Linked DNA regions of Sus scrofa: region 2 is linked to region 1. Evidence: chromatin contacts called from public HiChIP or PLAC-seq data. All regions are on one chromosome and are shown on one strand. The core of a region is the stretch at or near the end of the contact, and the rest is flanking DNA. Distances in the headings are between cores, read along the strand shown.

Region 1 (4,597 bases), core at 813-3,312:
AATTTTGCAATTTGGACCAATTTGCCCATTGAAGTTAGGCTCCTTCTCTCCTAGAGAACTGGGAGAGAAGGGTGCACGTGCTTCTCTCTCTATCGTTTAATTGAACTATAATTGACATATATTATTACACTAGTTTTAGCTGTACAAGGTAATTCCATAGCTGTAATTCTAAGTTATCACTATAATAATTCAAGTTAACATCAATCACCATATATACTACAATTTTTTTTAAATCTGCTTTTTTGGCAATTTTCAAATACGCAATACAGTATTATTAACTACAGTCATAGTATTATATTTCTATGACATTTATTTTATAACTGGAAGTTTATATTTTTGACCACCGTCACACATTTCACCCACTCCCACTCCCTGCCTCTGGCAGCCACCTATGTTCCTGCATCTATGAGAGTTTTTTTAAATTCCACATATAAGAGCATATGGGATTCGTCTTTCTCTGTTTGACTTATTTCACTTAGCATACTTCCCTCAAAGTCCATCCATGTTGTTGAAATGGCAAGATGTCATTCTTTTTTCATGGCTAAATAATATCCCATCTTTGTATATGTATACCACAACACCCTCTTTATCCACTCATGGATGCTTTTTTTCTTGACTTTTGCATTTCAAAGAGATAGTTTCCAGAGCCTTGAGGGACATTTCTGGGATGTAAAGCTAACAGAATACAAACTGACAGAGACCTATATATCTTCAAAATAATTGATAACACTTAAGAGATGAAAAAGTATTCAACAATTACCAGTTTTCTAAGGCCAATGCTCTAAGAAAGGGAAATGTCTTCTTTTGTCTTCAACAGGGAGAATGAAACTTTTTTTTTAAATTGTCTTTATGTTTTGCTTCTAATTGGTTATTTGTAACCTTTGTAATGTAATCTCAACTGCAGAATAATATAAGAATACAACGTCTTTTAGGCTTAAAAAATACAAATAAACAATTAAAACTTCTATAATACAATGAAAAAAAATTTTCTTTACAGCATGTTTTAGTTTCTTTAGAGTAAACAAAAGTCCTATTTAAAATTTGTTTTTCTAAATGTAGGGCTGTTACCTAGAGTAAAATAAATAACTCTGTTTAGAAAAAATATTCACTTTTCTTTGGCCCCCACTGAATACCCGTTTTGGAAAAGGAGGGTGGAGACAGGATTGACCTTAGAATTTGCTCCAGAGAAAGAATGTGCACCGTACAACACAATGCCTTTAAGAATGGACTACAGAAACACACCCTGGAATAGTGACTAATAACACCTATCACACTGTTACCAATCTCCTAGTTATCTTCGTTTAGTTCGAATTTCTCATTTTCCACTAAATTCTTTTGGTCAAGGACGCTTCAGGAACAACCCTCACTGGAGGAGCAAACCAACTTCGGTTCTTCACACACTCTAGACTCTGGAAGAGTTAGGGACCTACTGCAGGGGTCTACTCACAAGACCTGCCGTAAAGTTTTTAACCGCCTCCATCACAACTGCAACACTGAGTGTCTAACTTTTTTTAAAAAGAGGGTCTCAGGCAATGGGAATTATAGGAACGAGAAAGACAGTTCTCGCCTTTAAGGCACTCCGAGTCCATTGGGGAAGGTGAAAACTAGTTCAAGGGAATCAACGTTACAATAGCTGCAAGTAAGATATACAGAAAGAGCCACAGATTCTGAGGGTGAAAACTGCGTATTTTGGGTATTTTGGGCTGTAGGGTCCGCGCCCATTCCTGGAAATTTCAGCACCCGGGATCGCCAAGCAACCCCCCGGGCACACTTAACATTTTAATCACGCCTCCACCCCCACCCTCCGAATTCCTTTCCGGTTGCCGACCCGCCGGGTAGTCCCTTCCAGGCGGCCCCAGCTTATCACCCCCCGGCCCGGCCGGGAAGTGGCCGCGGCCAGGCGAGACTCCCAAAGTTTCCTGTGACGCTGCTGTCCGCCTTTGGCCGCATCCCGCCCTCACTCCCATCCTGGCAGCGTAGACACCAGCCAGAGAGGAGCGAGCTAAGGGACCAGAACAGCAGAGCCAACAGAAGCACCTCGGGACCCGGGCCGAAGCGGGGAGCGGGCTTAGACAGCAGCCGACGCAACTTCACGCCTCCCTTCGCCACGCCCGCAACCTCTACTCCGCGCGCGCCCACCGGGCTCGGAGCCCGAGTCCCACCCATCTCCGGCCGCGGCCAATCTGCCGCGCCCCGCCTCCTGGGAGGTGGTGGAAGAGGGGTTGGGGGTCGGGAGGCAGCGCCCGCCTTCTGCTGGTGCCCATTGGCTGAGACCTCGAGGGTGCCCAGAGACCGGAGTACAGCGGGATTGGCCGCGGAGGCTCGTGACAGCGGCGCCCATTGGCTCCGGCCGCCCCCGTGACGCGGGGTGGCGACTGGCTCCCGTGTCTGAGGGGCTCCTGCTTGTCAGGTTCTAGGTAGGTGAGTTTCGCGCCACCGGCGACAGGCGCTGTTGCCCGGGGCAACACCGGGGAAGGGGGGGAAGAGTAGGGAAGGCCAGCCGAGAACCGGGGCAATACTCCCTGCCCGCAGGGGGGCGCTTGGGGCTCAGCTCTGGTGCGGCGGCTGCGCCGAGGGCTCTTTCTCCGCCCTCAGCCACCCCCCTCCTGCCCCCGGCTTAGGGGTCTTGCCTCCGTCCTACGCCCGCGGCGGCGCATTCCAGTTTGGGGCTTGGGCCGGGCTGCCCACCCGGCTGGGCGAGGCCCGCTCCTCCCACCCACCCGGGACTAGACGCTGAGGGGGCTGGTGCCGGCGCGAGAGGGCAGAGCGGGCGCGATGGCTCCGCCCCGTCGCCGGGTCTGGGGGCTGCGGGGTTTGGGGCGTTGCAGGGAGGACTGTGGGCACCGCCCATCACGCCTGCACCCCTTTCTCTCGGCGCGCTCACTTCTCACTCGGCGGGCTCTCCGGCTGGGGCGGCCACCTACACCCCCTAGGTATTGCCCCACCCCTTCCTACCGCTGGGGCCCTGCGGTCTCCCTGGACCGGCGCAGTCCGCCCCCAGTTCTTCTCATGTCAGCTTCACCACCCCTTTTATCCTCCACCTTCCATCATATTTCAGTCCTGGCCAGGGGTAACCCTCGAGGGATAGATTAAGTCTGAAGCTAGCGCAACTGAGGCAATTTCTATTCCCTCTTTGCCATTTAGGGTTGAGGAGGTGTTTGGAGTCACCTTCGGGTCAGCTCTCTGCCTTAGTCTACTTTAGGATCAACTTTCTGAAACCCGCTAATTGGGTCGGTGTTGATAGGGTGGTACGTCATTGCACAAATTAACTGTGAAGTTGTTGCTTTTTACTTTTGGGCATTTGTGATTTTGATATATAGTACTGTGCAGTCCAGAGTTTAATAATTTATTAAGGCTGGTACTTTCATTTTCGTTTGCCTTATGGTTAAAAAATCTTAATCTTTTTAATTCATACGAAGCTGCGTGTATTCATAGTACTCATCAATTTGATATAACTTAAAGGTGTAGTGCCATTTTTTCTTTTTCTCAAGATAATTTAAAATGTTTTTAAAAATTCTCAAATGGAGTCACCGATATAAAAATGTAATAGAAAAATCAGTAAGAATAGACCAAAACTATTTTAGTAATTAAGACTAGAAAGTACTTTTCAACCTATGGAATGGGAACGGGAGTTTAAAAAATCTGTTGCAAAGTGTAATTATTTCACTGTGCAGTGTTGTAGTCCTGGTGTATGTAGCTACATGGGCTGTAGGAACACATATTTGTGAAGAGCCACACATTTGTCACTCAATACAAAGGAAGGCTCAGTGTATGTTTTGTGATTCGGGAAATCTTTTCTCTTAGTTCTCTCAAGAAAACTATGCTTTCAGAAGTATTGGAAATGTATTGAGAGTGTATAGGCATACTTGGCAACCCTTTCTCTAGTTTTTTTCATGAAAGACAGTTGGTGAAGATCTGTTTCTCTTACACACTGGTGGTTGGCAGCATTAAATACCTATTATGTAAAATTATATAGGGTCCAGTTAATGCAGCTTCTGCCGTATTTCAAAGGTTGATATCAGTAGTTGAAGAAATGATTCAGGCTTTTGATCGACACATTCTTTTCATCTTAAAGTGTTATGTATGTATAACTCTGGTCTGTGAATGTTTCTCATTTGCAGTTTTTTCCTCCAGTATTTTACTATGAAAAATTTCAAACAATGCAGGAAAGTTGGATTGTGTGCTGAGTACTCACCACTTACACAGCAGTAACATTTTCAAGACGGCTTTTATATGGTATATATATCCTCAGGAACAGAGGAACTGAAATTATCAAGTTTGAAAACCAGTATTATATAAATATATGTGTATCACACCAAAATGTTGTGGATTACTCATTTCTCTTTGTAGATGGAAATAGTGTTTATAAAGACTATACTGATTTAATTACATGAAACTATTATAAAGCAGTCCTGTGAGTAGAAAGTCATCATCTTTTTAAATCAAGGGCTAAATGAATTAATTGCATTTTGGCAATCAGAAAAAAACGAAATCTGATAACTCGTTATACAAATAAAAGTTTTGTCTTAAAATTGGACTTGTGTTAATAGATTATAGTTTTGTACTTGATTTTTTTTTTTTTTTTTTTTTTTGCTTT
Region 2 (4,492 bases), core at 1,919-4,418, 900 kb after region 1:
CAATTTTAGAACTGAGAAAATAACCACACAGTTGGTATGTGGTTCAAGTGAACAACAACCAGTTATGAGCTGGACACAAGTTAAAACTTCATCTATACTGACCAAGATAAACTCCAGCTTTGGCTAAAGTGCCACAGTGTTGTTTTGTGTCCCCAGGAATTGCCCCTATCAGTTCAGATCAATGTCTAGTGTTCCTCAAAATATCTCCATATTTCCTTTTTCCAATGTACTGCCACTCTAGCAGATGGCATCACATTTCTTTGGGACAGGCTTGAGGGAACATTTGTAACATGTGTTATAGCAATGGTGCAAGATCATTTCTAAAACGTACATGAACTTCAATCAACGAGTTCCGGGTCTGTGAACTGATATAAGTCTAAAAACTAAGTGAGAGTCCATTGTGGTGACTCAGGTCAGATTTTAGCTACCTGATTTAGAACTTTTACTTTTAATAAATATCAAGCAGTACTCCATGAGGTTGCCTATATATTTTGCCCACAGGACATCTTTGTGGGCCAACGCAGTATGATTGCCTGTACACACCTGTTGCCCTTTAATAAGGCAGATGGACTACATTATCTTTGGCGGTTAAGTGTTGCTTGGCTTCTGCTACTCTGGGATCCTGTTATCCCTACTGATATCAGTGAGTCTACCTCAATAGTGGTATCCTTTATTGTCATACATGGCCTACAGAGGTGAATCTCCACAGAGATTTTCGAAGATGCCTGTCTTCTCACTAATGTATTTCTCAATTCTTTAGTGCAGGGAGTGTCTTTGCATGGAACACATTTGGGGGAAGGGTATGCATATTACATATAATTCCAACAGAATATTTCCCTAGGCTTTTTGATTTCCTGTTCCATATTATGTCAGGGAAGCTCTGGCATTTCAACCTCATAAACTCTTGGCAATCAATTAGTCCAAGTTTCCATCAATCAAGTAAGCTATTAGAACCACCTCTAGCTGCATGAGCTAACATATAATTAACACCATAACAATAAATTTGGCTCACTGTAGTAGTATATTCTATCCACCATGGTCTAACAGGTTTAGAATCCACACCTACACATTTGCCAGGTTTCTGCCTTTATGTTAGCAAAGTCTTGAAATTATTTTAGTGTGTAATTACATCTTCCTCCATCATAGGGTGTACCTATACACCAGGAGCATGCTGGAATTTGGTTCTCGTTGTGGGTATACTGGTAGTCCAGGTTGATTACCATGGATTTTTTTTTTTTTTTTTTTTTTTTTTGCCTTTTAGGGCCGAACCCACAGCACATGGAGGTTCCCAGGCTATGGGTCGAATCCGAGCTACAGCTTCTGGCCTACGCCACAGCCACAGCAAAGCCAGATCCGAGCCCTGTCTGTTACCTACACCACAGTTCACGGCAACACCAGATCCTTAACCCACTGAGCGAGGCCAGGGATCGAACCTGCAACCTCGTGTTTCCTAGTCGGATTTGTTTCTGCTGTGCTATGATAGGAACTCCTATCCGGAATTTAAGGAGAATGCAAATTTCCTCTTAAGGCATCTGCCCCAGGTGAGTTTTCAAGCAGAGGAAGCCTACCTCAGAAACTAGAGGGCAAGCTACTTCCACTAGTAAGAGAGGCTCAGATTGAATTGGGGGGTTCTAGATTGTCAGTTTCACCTGGGTTTAATCCATCCCAAGTTTGGGGATTCTATCATTTAACAAGTCCCTAGCTTTTACAGGAGAAACTTAGCATACCTGTCAATTCAACAGTAGTTGTAATTCGGTAATTTTGTGTTTGATTTTCAGCAATATCACTTCATTGCCAGTCAATAAGAGCGTCCTTTAAAATGGTTCCTTTAAAATGTGCTTATCATTTCTCTTTGTAAGCATTCAAAGGAACTCAAAAGAACCACTCTCACACCATAGTCTTTATAGTCACCTTACAGCCTTAAGAGGCCACTGTAGCTGCCATTTGGTGCTTTAAGGCACTTGGTACTTCATCACAATCAGCTACAGGTTAACTGGGATGCCTCCTACAGCATGAATCACCAGTGTCTTATATCCCTTCGGCAAGGAATTCAGTACTAAACTCAAACCCAAAGACCCAATCAAAGCAAACTCCTAATTGTGTCTTTTTAAGTCTATCTCTTGGGACTACAGGTAAACTTAATAAAAAGATAAAACAGGGTTTTGGAGTAATGAGATTCACTAGTGAGAAGAGACCCCTCGAGAATACAGAAATAGCAGGTATAAGGAGCTAATTTTATAATAACCATTAGGCTGGGAGATAGCCTTCTCAAGGAGCTTCCCCAAACCTTCCCACGGCAAAGATACAGACAGTCCTGGAGAGGGCACAGCCTGGCTCACTGAATAGCAGAGAAGTCACTGTGGTGCCACACCTGCAGAACTTGTTGAAAATTGACTGCCTGGAACTTGCTACACATTTTGCCTCTAAGGTGCCAGAAAGCTATTCATTGAGGTAGTGTCTCTCTCCAGGGCCTTTACCATAAAAATCACTAGAGCTGGGGACATGGAAGGAAATCGCTGGTCCCTGAGCACTATAGGAGCTTGGCACTGGAAAAAAGCCAGATTTGCTGCTGCAAGAGCCTGCCTACCAACACCACGTAGGAAAACACCCTTCTTCCCGTAATGTCTCTTCAGTATCCTCTCCTATCAAAGATCCAGCCCCTGCTGGCAAAGGAAAACTTATTTTCAAAGGCCCAGATCCATTTTCACAGTACAGTGAAAAAGGGTGAATTTGGAATTGAGGAAATAAATCAATAACCGGCACAAGCATCACTTCTCAAGCTCCCCTCACAGATTTTGTAGCCAGATTTCTACACCTTTCTGGAGGGTCCTTCTGCAGGCTCCTTTCCCTCAGGTTTCACCAGAAGTTGCCAACAGCAATGGAGTAAAAGATTAGTCTGAACAGAATTCGCAGCCCCGTTCTCTTTCTCCTCACCGAGTTTCCGTCCAAGACACGCCAGGCCCGGGACATCAAGGACAGGAAAACTGGGCAGCGAAAAGGAAGTGGGGAGAAAGCTCAGCAGAACCCGGACTGCACAGCCTCACCGCCTCTCAGGGCCGCAACTCCGGCTACACTCCCTCCCAGGTCACAAAAGCCGTCTGAGGTCTTCCCATCGCAGGGGCTCCGGGAGGCCGTCGCCGGGCGGGCCGGCGGGCGGCGCGTTGTGATTGGGCGCCAGGGAGCCCGCCCCCTCATCCCGGCGCGTCGGGAGGGGGCGGGGCCCGCTGCCTGCTCAGCTCCCGGGCTGCGGGCGCCTACTGACCCAGCGGCCACTGCACCGCCGCTGTCTCCTGCTTGTGGCGGGCGGTGCAGGAGCACCGAGTGGCGCTGGAGAACCGGCGTTTCCTTTCGCAGCTGCCGCCGCCATCTACGCGTTTGCGGAGCGGGAGGGAGGGAGGGGACTCGCGGCTGCAGCTGGAGCGGGCTTCTCTCCGGGGACGGTCCTCCCGTTGCTCTCCTTTTCCTCCTCCGCGCGCCGCCGCCGCCCGCCCCCTGCGCCCTCCCGGCGCAGCCCGGGTCCGAGAAGGGAGAAGAAGGGTCGGCGGGGGGCGGGAGGAGCCGGCTGGTGGACGCGCGCTTGGAGGAAACTCTTGCCCGACCCGTGAGTCCCCGCTCCCGGGGTGCACGCCGGCCTGGTCTCAGCGGCGGCGGCGGCGGCGGCGGCGGCAGCAGGAAGGGGCTCAGTCCCGGGAGGCGGGGGCTGTACCGCGGGGGCGGGCCCGGCTGTCCCGGCGCTAAGTTGTGCGGCCCGGCTCTTCCCGACCTGATTTCCTTCCCCACGGTTCCTTGGACCCAGCTCCGCGCCACCGACCCCAGAGCCTCCAAGCCTGCACCTCCTGGGTGAAGAGGACACACCTGCCCTAATCGAGAAAACTTTTCCTGCCGACTTGGTCGGGGCGACGGTGGCAGGAAGTCCAGACAGCGACCTTTTCTCTGCCTGCCCTGCGCGCCCTGCCGGGTGCCGGCGCTGAGGTCGAGATTAAGTTTTAGCGGGCCCCTTCCGGGCTGCAGGCAGGTCCCGCCTCGGGAGCAACGCCCGGCCCCCGGGAGGGCGGCAGGCCGGGGCGAAGGCCAAGGGCGCGTGGTGGCGCCGGAGATAAGGTGCGGACCGCGTCTGGGACCCGCATCCACAGCCTAGAGCGCGGGGACAACGAGCCTGGGAGCAGAGAGCCTCCGGCGGCCGCTTCCAGGAGTCCACGGTGTCTGCCTCCTCCTCCTCCTAGTGAGGACAGTGCCCTGGCCTTGAGTCTATCGAGGAAAAATGAAGTTGAGCCGCCAGTTCACCGTGTTTGGCAGCGCAATCTTCTGTGTGGTCATCTTTTCGCTCTACCTGATGCTGGACCGGGGTCACTTAGACTACCCCAAGAGCCCGCGCCGCGAGGGCTCCTTTCCCCAGGTAAGCACCGGGAGCGAGGGCGCGGGGCTCCGAGAGAGTAGGCATGGGGGCCCGTAGTTACCCACTGCTACGAGACCTCTCTCTCCCGCCGGGGCT

What was found. HiChIP or PLAC-seq counts read pairs in DNA pulled down with a chosen protein or histone mark.
Region 2: an H3K27ac HiChIP or PLAC-seq map of skeletal muscle shows a contact between it and region 1, with 4 times the contacts expected there. The contact joins the promoter of PJA2 here to the promoter of FER in region 1. A contact is called at or near these places in 1 of 47 Hi-C or Micro-C datasets (embryonic fibroblasts) and 1 of 2 datasets of contacts at active chromatin or transcription factors (skeletal muscle).

What each region holds. Positions count from the first base shown.
Region 1 is chr2:113,772,058-113,776,654 of Sscrofa11.1, forward strand. It overlaps FER (tyrosine-protein kinase Fer), which reads left to right and starts at 2,063. Exons shown (of 19, transcript XM_021084609.1): 1 at 2,063-2,417.
Region 2 is chr2:114,672,593-114,677,084 of Sscrofa11.1, forward strand. It overlaps PJA2 (E3 ubiquitin-protein ligase Praja-2), which reads right to left and starts at 3,169. Exons shown (of 12, transcript XM_021085401.1): 1 at 2,935-3,169. It overlaps MAN2A1 (alpha-mannosidase 2), which reads left to right and starts at 3,194. Exons shown (of 22, transcript XM_003123823.6): 1 at 3,194-4,396. The coding sequence starts at 4,262.